2 separate regions of the Sus scrofa genome follow, and region 1 is linked to region 2. A link is a contact called in public Hi-C data. All regions are on one chromosome and are shown on one strand. Each heading gives the region's core, a stretch centred on a gene start, on an enhancer-like site or on the middle of the called end of the contact. The rest is flanking DNA. Distances are from core to core; before and after follow the strand shown. Region 1 overlaps STK3 (serine/threonine-protein kinase 3). Region 2 holds the start of STK3 (serine/threonine-protein kinase 3).

Evidence for each region. A called contact is a pair of places that touch in the nucleus more often than the background predicts.
Region 1: a Hi-C map of liver shows a contact between it and region 2, with 2.7 times the contacts expected there. The contact joins the enhancer-like site here to the promoter of STK3 in region 2. A contact is called at or near these places in 1 of 5 promoter capture datasets (liver), 4 of 47 Hi-C or Micro-C datasets (embryonic fibroblasts, heart right ventricle and liver) and 1 of 2 datasets of contacts at active chromatin or transcription factors (alveolar macrophages).

Annotation. Positions count from the first base shown.
Region 1 is chr4:38,098,507-38,101,751 of Sscrofa11.1, reverse strand. All of the region lies in intron 4 of STK3 (serine/threonine-protein kinase 3), which reads right to left. Among named protein-coding and RNA genes, the nearest start is that of STK3, 88 kb to the right of the region's middle. Within about 2 kb of position 1,576, at least 5 of the 83 cell types and tissues checked have an H3K27ac peak or open chromatin away from gene starts, as enhancers often do. A contact at or near this core is called in alveolar macrophages and liver, where this site is marked.
Region 2 is chr4:38,010,006-38,013,153 of Sscrofa11.1, reverse strand. It overlaps STK3 (serine/threonine-protein kinase 3), which reads right to left and starts at 1,352. Exons shown (of 11, transcript XM_005655350.3): 1 at 1,092-1,352. The coding sequence starts at 1,117.

The sequences.
Region 1 (3,245 bases), core at 327-2,826, 88 kb before region 2:
GCCTTGACAATCTTACCACACCACTCTCCCTACCAAAGACTCCACAGAGGAAGTGACTTCTGAGCTGACTCCTGAAGAATGAACAAAGTTTCTCCAGAGACCAAAAAGGGAATGAAATACTAAATAGGTATAAAGGCGATGGGCACAAACATATATGAAGTCAAGTACAAGTGAATGGTTCTTTGTGTTTGAATGTAAGGTATATGGGAAAATAGTGCTAGATATAAAGGTAGGTTAGGGCCAAACTCTGCTTTATGTGTCTACCCATTTTCAAACGGAAAGATGATTTGATCATACCTGAACTTTTAAGAAGGAAACTCTAGCAGCAGACTTAGTCAAAGATGAAAGCTTAGTACCACCCACTGGGACACATCAGCCTCACTGTATGTGAGTTTGCAAAGGACTTTTGATCTTGTTTTTTTCTACTTCTCATTTTTTTTAGGGGTAGCTCCTGCTGTGGCTCAGCAGTAAAGAACCCGACTAATATCCACGAGGACTCGAGTTCGATCCCAGGCCTTGCTCAGTGGGTTAAGGATCCAGCATTGCCATGAGCTGTGGTTAGGTTGCAGATGCGGCTCAGATCCCACACTGCTGTGGCTGTGGCACAGGCTGGCAGCTGCAGCTCCAATTTGACACCTAGCTTGGGAACTTCCACATGAAATAGAAAAGAAAAAAAAAAAAAAAAAGACTAGAAGTAGGAAAGCTAGTGTAAAGAATATAATAAAGTCATTTATAGCAGTAGTAATAGCAGCGGCAGCAGCAGCAATTGGAGTAATAGCTAATAGGTATATAAACTTGCTTAAAATCCCAATGGATTTTTTTAGTCAAAATTTCTAATTCTGGAGTTCCTGTCATGGTGCAGTGGAAACGAATTTGACTAGGAACCATGAGATTGCGAGTTCGATCCCTGGCCTCGCTCAGTGGGTTAAGGATCCAGCGTTGCCACGAGCTGTGGTGTAGGTCGCAGACGTGGCTCGGATTCTACGTTGCTATGACTGTGGTGTAGGTTGGCAGCTGTAACCCCTAGCCTGGGAACCTCTATATGCTGCGGTGCGGCCCTAAAAAGCAAAAAAAAAAATTCTAATTTTAAGATGGAGAGATGTCAAAGCATGCAGTTAGGCAAGAAGGCACTGAAAGCAAAATCCAAAATTCTTTCGTAATTCAAACCGAAATTGCTTAACCATTAAAAAATAACATAGGGCTTAGGTAGCACCCTCTCAACCAAATTTAAAAAAAAGAAAAAAGGAAGCGAATTATCATTAAAAAGGAACATGCCCTCTAACTCAGTAATTCCATCTCTCAGAATGTATCCAATGTCCACAGCAAGACAGGTATGCCAATACACACCAATAAAACTTTACTGCAGCCTTGAATACACAAAAATTGGTAAGCTGGAATTCATTTTGCCCAAAGTACTAAAAAAATACATTCCATTACATACACACAGACCTATAGGTCCTGGTACGGAGAAATCTCCAAGAAACATCAGAAGTTAAAAAAGAAAGAGAGAGAGAAGGCAGGAGTTCATGCCAAGGCACAACAGGATCAAGAGAATCTCTGGAGCACTTGGACGCAGGTTCAGTCACCAGCCTGGCACAGGCTAGACAACTGTGGCTCAGATTTGATCCCTAGCCCACAGTGCCACGCCCATCCCAAAAAAAAGACAAGGTATGGAACACCACCTATGCAGTATGAATCCCTTGTGTAAAACAAGATATACATATACACATACTGAAAGAACCCACAAGAAGCTGTTAACTGACATCTCTTAGAGGAAGTAAAACTGAGGGGTGACTGAGGAGACACTAAGTTCCTCTTCTGCACTATCTGGAATTTTTACAATGTGCTCATATTACTTTTTTCCCCTTAATTTATATAATTAAAATGGGAGATGTTTCTACATTCTGGCTATAAAGAATCATGCAATACAATTTTTAAAGCTCTCCATCTAAAATAGTTAAAATTAGAGATTTGCTACCTCAGGAGCTAAATTTCCATTTTCTGGAATTTTTTTTTTTTTTTTTTTTTTTGTCTTTTGTCTTTTGTGTTTTTAGGGCCACACCCGTGGCATGTAGAGGTTCTCAGGCTAGGGGTCTAATCAGAGCTGTTGCTGCTGGCCTGCACCACAGCCAAAGCAACACCAGATCCAAGCCGCATCTGTGAGCTACACCACAGCTCATGGCAACGCCAGATCCTTAACCCACTGGGTGAGCCCAGGGATTGAGCCTGCAACCTCACGGTTCCTAGTCAGATTCGTTTCTGCTGAGCTGTGATGGGAACTCCCATTTTCTGGAAAATTAAGTTACATACATTTCTTGATTTCAATATTTTACTGGATAAGATACAATGATCTTTTAATACATTTTTCTAATACTAAAGAATAGCCACTATTTCAACAAATACCATAAAATTCTTACATCATAGTAATTAAAAACTAAATAACCAAACATCACTTTTTAAAGTTTTTGCCTTAACAGTGGTCAATTCAATTTACATGTGCACAGAACTTTACAGGTTACAAAATGTTCTGACATTCATCATCTTTGTTCCTCACAAGAAAACACTGAGGTAGGTAAAGCCAGTAATATGATACTAGGTCCATTTTAGGATTAGGCATCTGAAGTTTAAAGGAGTTACACAATGTACCCAGGGTCACAGAGCTAATAAGTAACAACTCAGGACCTGATGTTTGGTCTTCTGATTCCACATGCAGGAGTCCTTCCACTAAATGACATCACTCCACATAACCACTGTCATAGTGTGCTAAGGGTCAGGCTGATGACAGGGTGGGAGGGCTTGTGATAGATCTGACTATGCCAGGCAGTCTGCCAGGAGAAGAATGTGTGATGTAAAAATAAAGTACATGATGGTGGGCCTGACTTATGAAAGGGAAATAGAACTGGGAGAAACGCCAGTAAGAATGGCAACTAAGGTGAAGACTGGGCAGCTTACCAATAAGGGAAGGCAAGGAAATACCTTTGTAAGCTTAATTTACTTAGTTAAGGTAGAAGAGAAAGTCTACTGGAGCCACTATATTGTAATGTGGAAAGATCATAAGGAAAAGTGTTTATAATCCAATCAAAAGATTTAGAAAAGATGTAATGGAGCGTGATGTGCATGATGCATTTAATCAGAGATTAAGATGTGGCACATGATTGCTATGAAAAATTCTAAGGGTCTAATCCCACAGTGCACGGTCATGTTAACGCTACGGCTTGGAACTTGAAGAGGCATGTGTGAAATAC
Region 2 (3,148 bases), core at 103-2,602:
AGGTCTCTTTTGGAAACTTCTCCACAACCCCCCTTTCGCACCTGAACAGATGGTTTCCAAGCCTCAAGGCTCACATGTCCAGTGACACAATTCACAACAGCTCACAGAGTTTCTATCTTTTTAATTATTTCATGTTCTTGAATATACCACCTTTCACTTAAACTCTCTAGGTATCAAAACACTCTAGTCCTCACCAAAAGCATCATCTGGGAGAGAGATTAATACTCTTATTTTATAAATGAAAAATGAAAGACTTAAATGTTTTATCCAATATCAGTGGACTGATTCATTGTTGGGTGTGGGGACGCACACTGAGAATAAATATCTATGGAAAGCCTTGATTTAGCTTCCCAAGAGCACTTCAAATATCAGTTCAAAAGTATCTACTGTGTACTCTTACACATCCAGTATATCAAAGAATAAATATAAACAGTAAATATCAAAGCATCACTGTTTTTACATGCTAAAAAAAAACAAACAAAAAAAACCAAACCTGTATGGGGGGTGGGGTTCTAATTTAAGATTTCTGTCTTGCATCCATAAATACTTTTGAACGTGTGGAGGAAGGGGGAGGAACACCTGTCAGTGCAGCACATCTACAATAAGTTTTACAGACACTGTAGCTAACACACTGTAGCTATTAATATTTAATTCCTTGAAGTGTAAGTAAACAGCCCGCTTTCTCAAAAAAAGGGGGGTGCATATTATGGAAAACATTTGACAAGAAAGCCTATAGTAAGAAGTCCAATAATTTCCTAGTTTTACGTCCCCCAGCTTCGTGAACTTGCCACGAGGGAAAACTCTGCCCGCCCCAGGAGTCCAGCCGCTGGGCGCCCGGCGCTGCCCACCGACTTTCCACGCGCTCCAGGCCCGGCGGGCCGCAGGGGAAACGAGACTCGGCCTCCCTCAGGGTCCCCTCGCCGCACGGACCGACGCGGCCCTACACTCGGACCGGCCTCGAGACCCCCGGAACTCCAGGCTCCCGGCCCGGCAGTCAGGGAAGGGGTCGCGATCCAGCCCGGCCTAGCGGCCCCCGCCCAGCGGCCGCCGGCACCGCCTCCCTCCTTCTCCTTGCTCCCCGCGTTCGTTACCTCTTGGGCGCCGGCGGCTGCTCCATGGCGGCCGGGGGCAGAAGGAGGGACCAGGTGGGCGGCGAAGGCCGGAGTCGGGCAAGGAGCCGAGGAACCGGCCAGCCGAGCCCAGGGAACCACAGAGGGAAACTCCAGGAACTCGGACCAACTTTCCCGTAACTCCGCGGCGGATCCCCCTCCCGCTTGCGAAAGCGGCTCCTCCCGGCCCGCCCCGCCCCTCCGCCGGGGGCCGCAGTCCTGGGAGGGTGGGCGGAGCCGGCCGCGGCCCAGGCGTGGTAGGCGGAGCCAGGCGCCGGGGAGGGCTGCCAGTGGGCGGGGCCGGGGGCGGAGGCAAGGGGCCAGCCACTGGGCGGGGAGGAGAGAAAAGGAGCTGGGATTGGAATGGGGAGAGGGTGAGGCCTAGTCGGGTCCCAGAGCCTCTGCTTGCTGGCCTGGGGCATTCCTTTGAAGTGGGCCAAAGCTGCCGCTCCTCACTTGCCTTCATTGCTTTTGCCCCAATCAGATTTGACTCATTTCACTGGATTTCTCAAGAATACCTCCCAAACATCTTCAGCAGCCTTTTGAAGTACTAGCTGCCGACACTTCCCTCTCTAGTTCTCTTTATAATTATTGGTTATGTTTTCCCCCAGCCATCCCCCACTACGAGGGGTGCTTCTGGAAGTTCTTGTTTGATTTTAATTGTGGACAAACTCCTCGCAATAATTATGTCTAATTACAAAGAAAATAATTACTGCAGTGAGATCTCTCATGCACTGGATTCAGTGCACTGCTGGCAAACCTGTCACAGATTATGGTACATAGAAAAGTACTCAAGAAGAGTTTCTTTCCTTCCCTTTTGCCACCCTCACCCTCACCTGTCCCCAAGACATTTGTAATTTGACTCCTTCATGCATCCATATTGTGTGTGTACCATTTAACCTTAAATTTCATCTATAGAGGGTTTTTTGTTTTTTTGTTTTTCTTTTCTTTTTTTTTTTTTTAGGGCCTCACCCACAGCATATGGCCAGGCTAGGGGTTGAATCAGAGGTGTAGCTGCTGGCCTACACCACAGCCACAGCAACACAGGATCCAAGGCACATCTGTGACCTTCTCCACAGCTCACAGCAACACCAGATCCTTAACCCACTGAGCAAGGTCAGGGATCAAACCTGTGTCCTCATGGATACAAGCCTGCTTCGTTAACTGCTGAGCCATAACAGGAACTCCTATAGGTATCTTTCTTATGACCTTACATGGTGCTATGTAATGACCTAGCTTGTTTTTGTCAGAAATTGTCACGATGAAGATTAAAACAAAAGGTATGAAGAGAATGTTGTGAACATTAATCCAAATTATACTTATGTATGGAGACAGTCCTCCTTTTACGTTATTTTAAGTTTTTTCTATGTAATAAAATTACATGATTTATTTTCAAACCATTTTATTCTCCCCCTAAACTTAAAGTTTGTTAAGGCCATTTCCTGTTTGTTTAGGTCATTTTTTAAATTATAGTTGATTTACAATGTTGTGCCAATTTCTGCTGTCAGCAAAGTGACTCAGCCATGTGTGTGTGTGTGTGTGTGTGTGTGTGTGTGTGTGTACACATACCTCTTTTTCTTGTATTATCTTATAATATCTATTATAAGACCATTCAACTCATTGTTGAAACCTAAAGTCAAATTCTATGGACAGGAGAGATTATTACAGAATTTATACTTGTTTGCATTTATTAAAGATCCACAGTCTAACAGTTCAGAAGTAACAAGACAATCATTAAGATGTCAAAGCTAGGAAAAACCTTCGAAATTACTTCATTCTGTCCCTCACACTCACCCTCACTTCCATGCTCTAGTCCCATCTCCTTATACTTTATCAGAAAAAAATCTCTTTCAGGGAAAATCATTGTATCTTTTTTGAAAACTGACACGTTTTTAATGGGCTCAAATTATAACACTTTTTTTTTTTTTTTTTGGTCTTTGTAGGTTCACACCTGCAGCATATGGAAGTTCCCAGGCTAGGGGTCGAATCAGAGCTACAGCTGCCAGCCTACACCACAGTCACAGCAATGCCAGATCAGA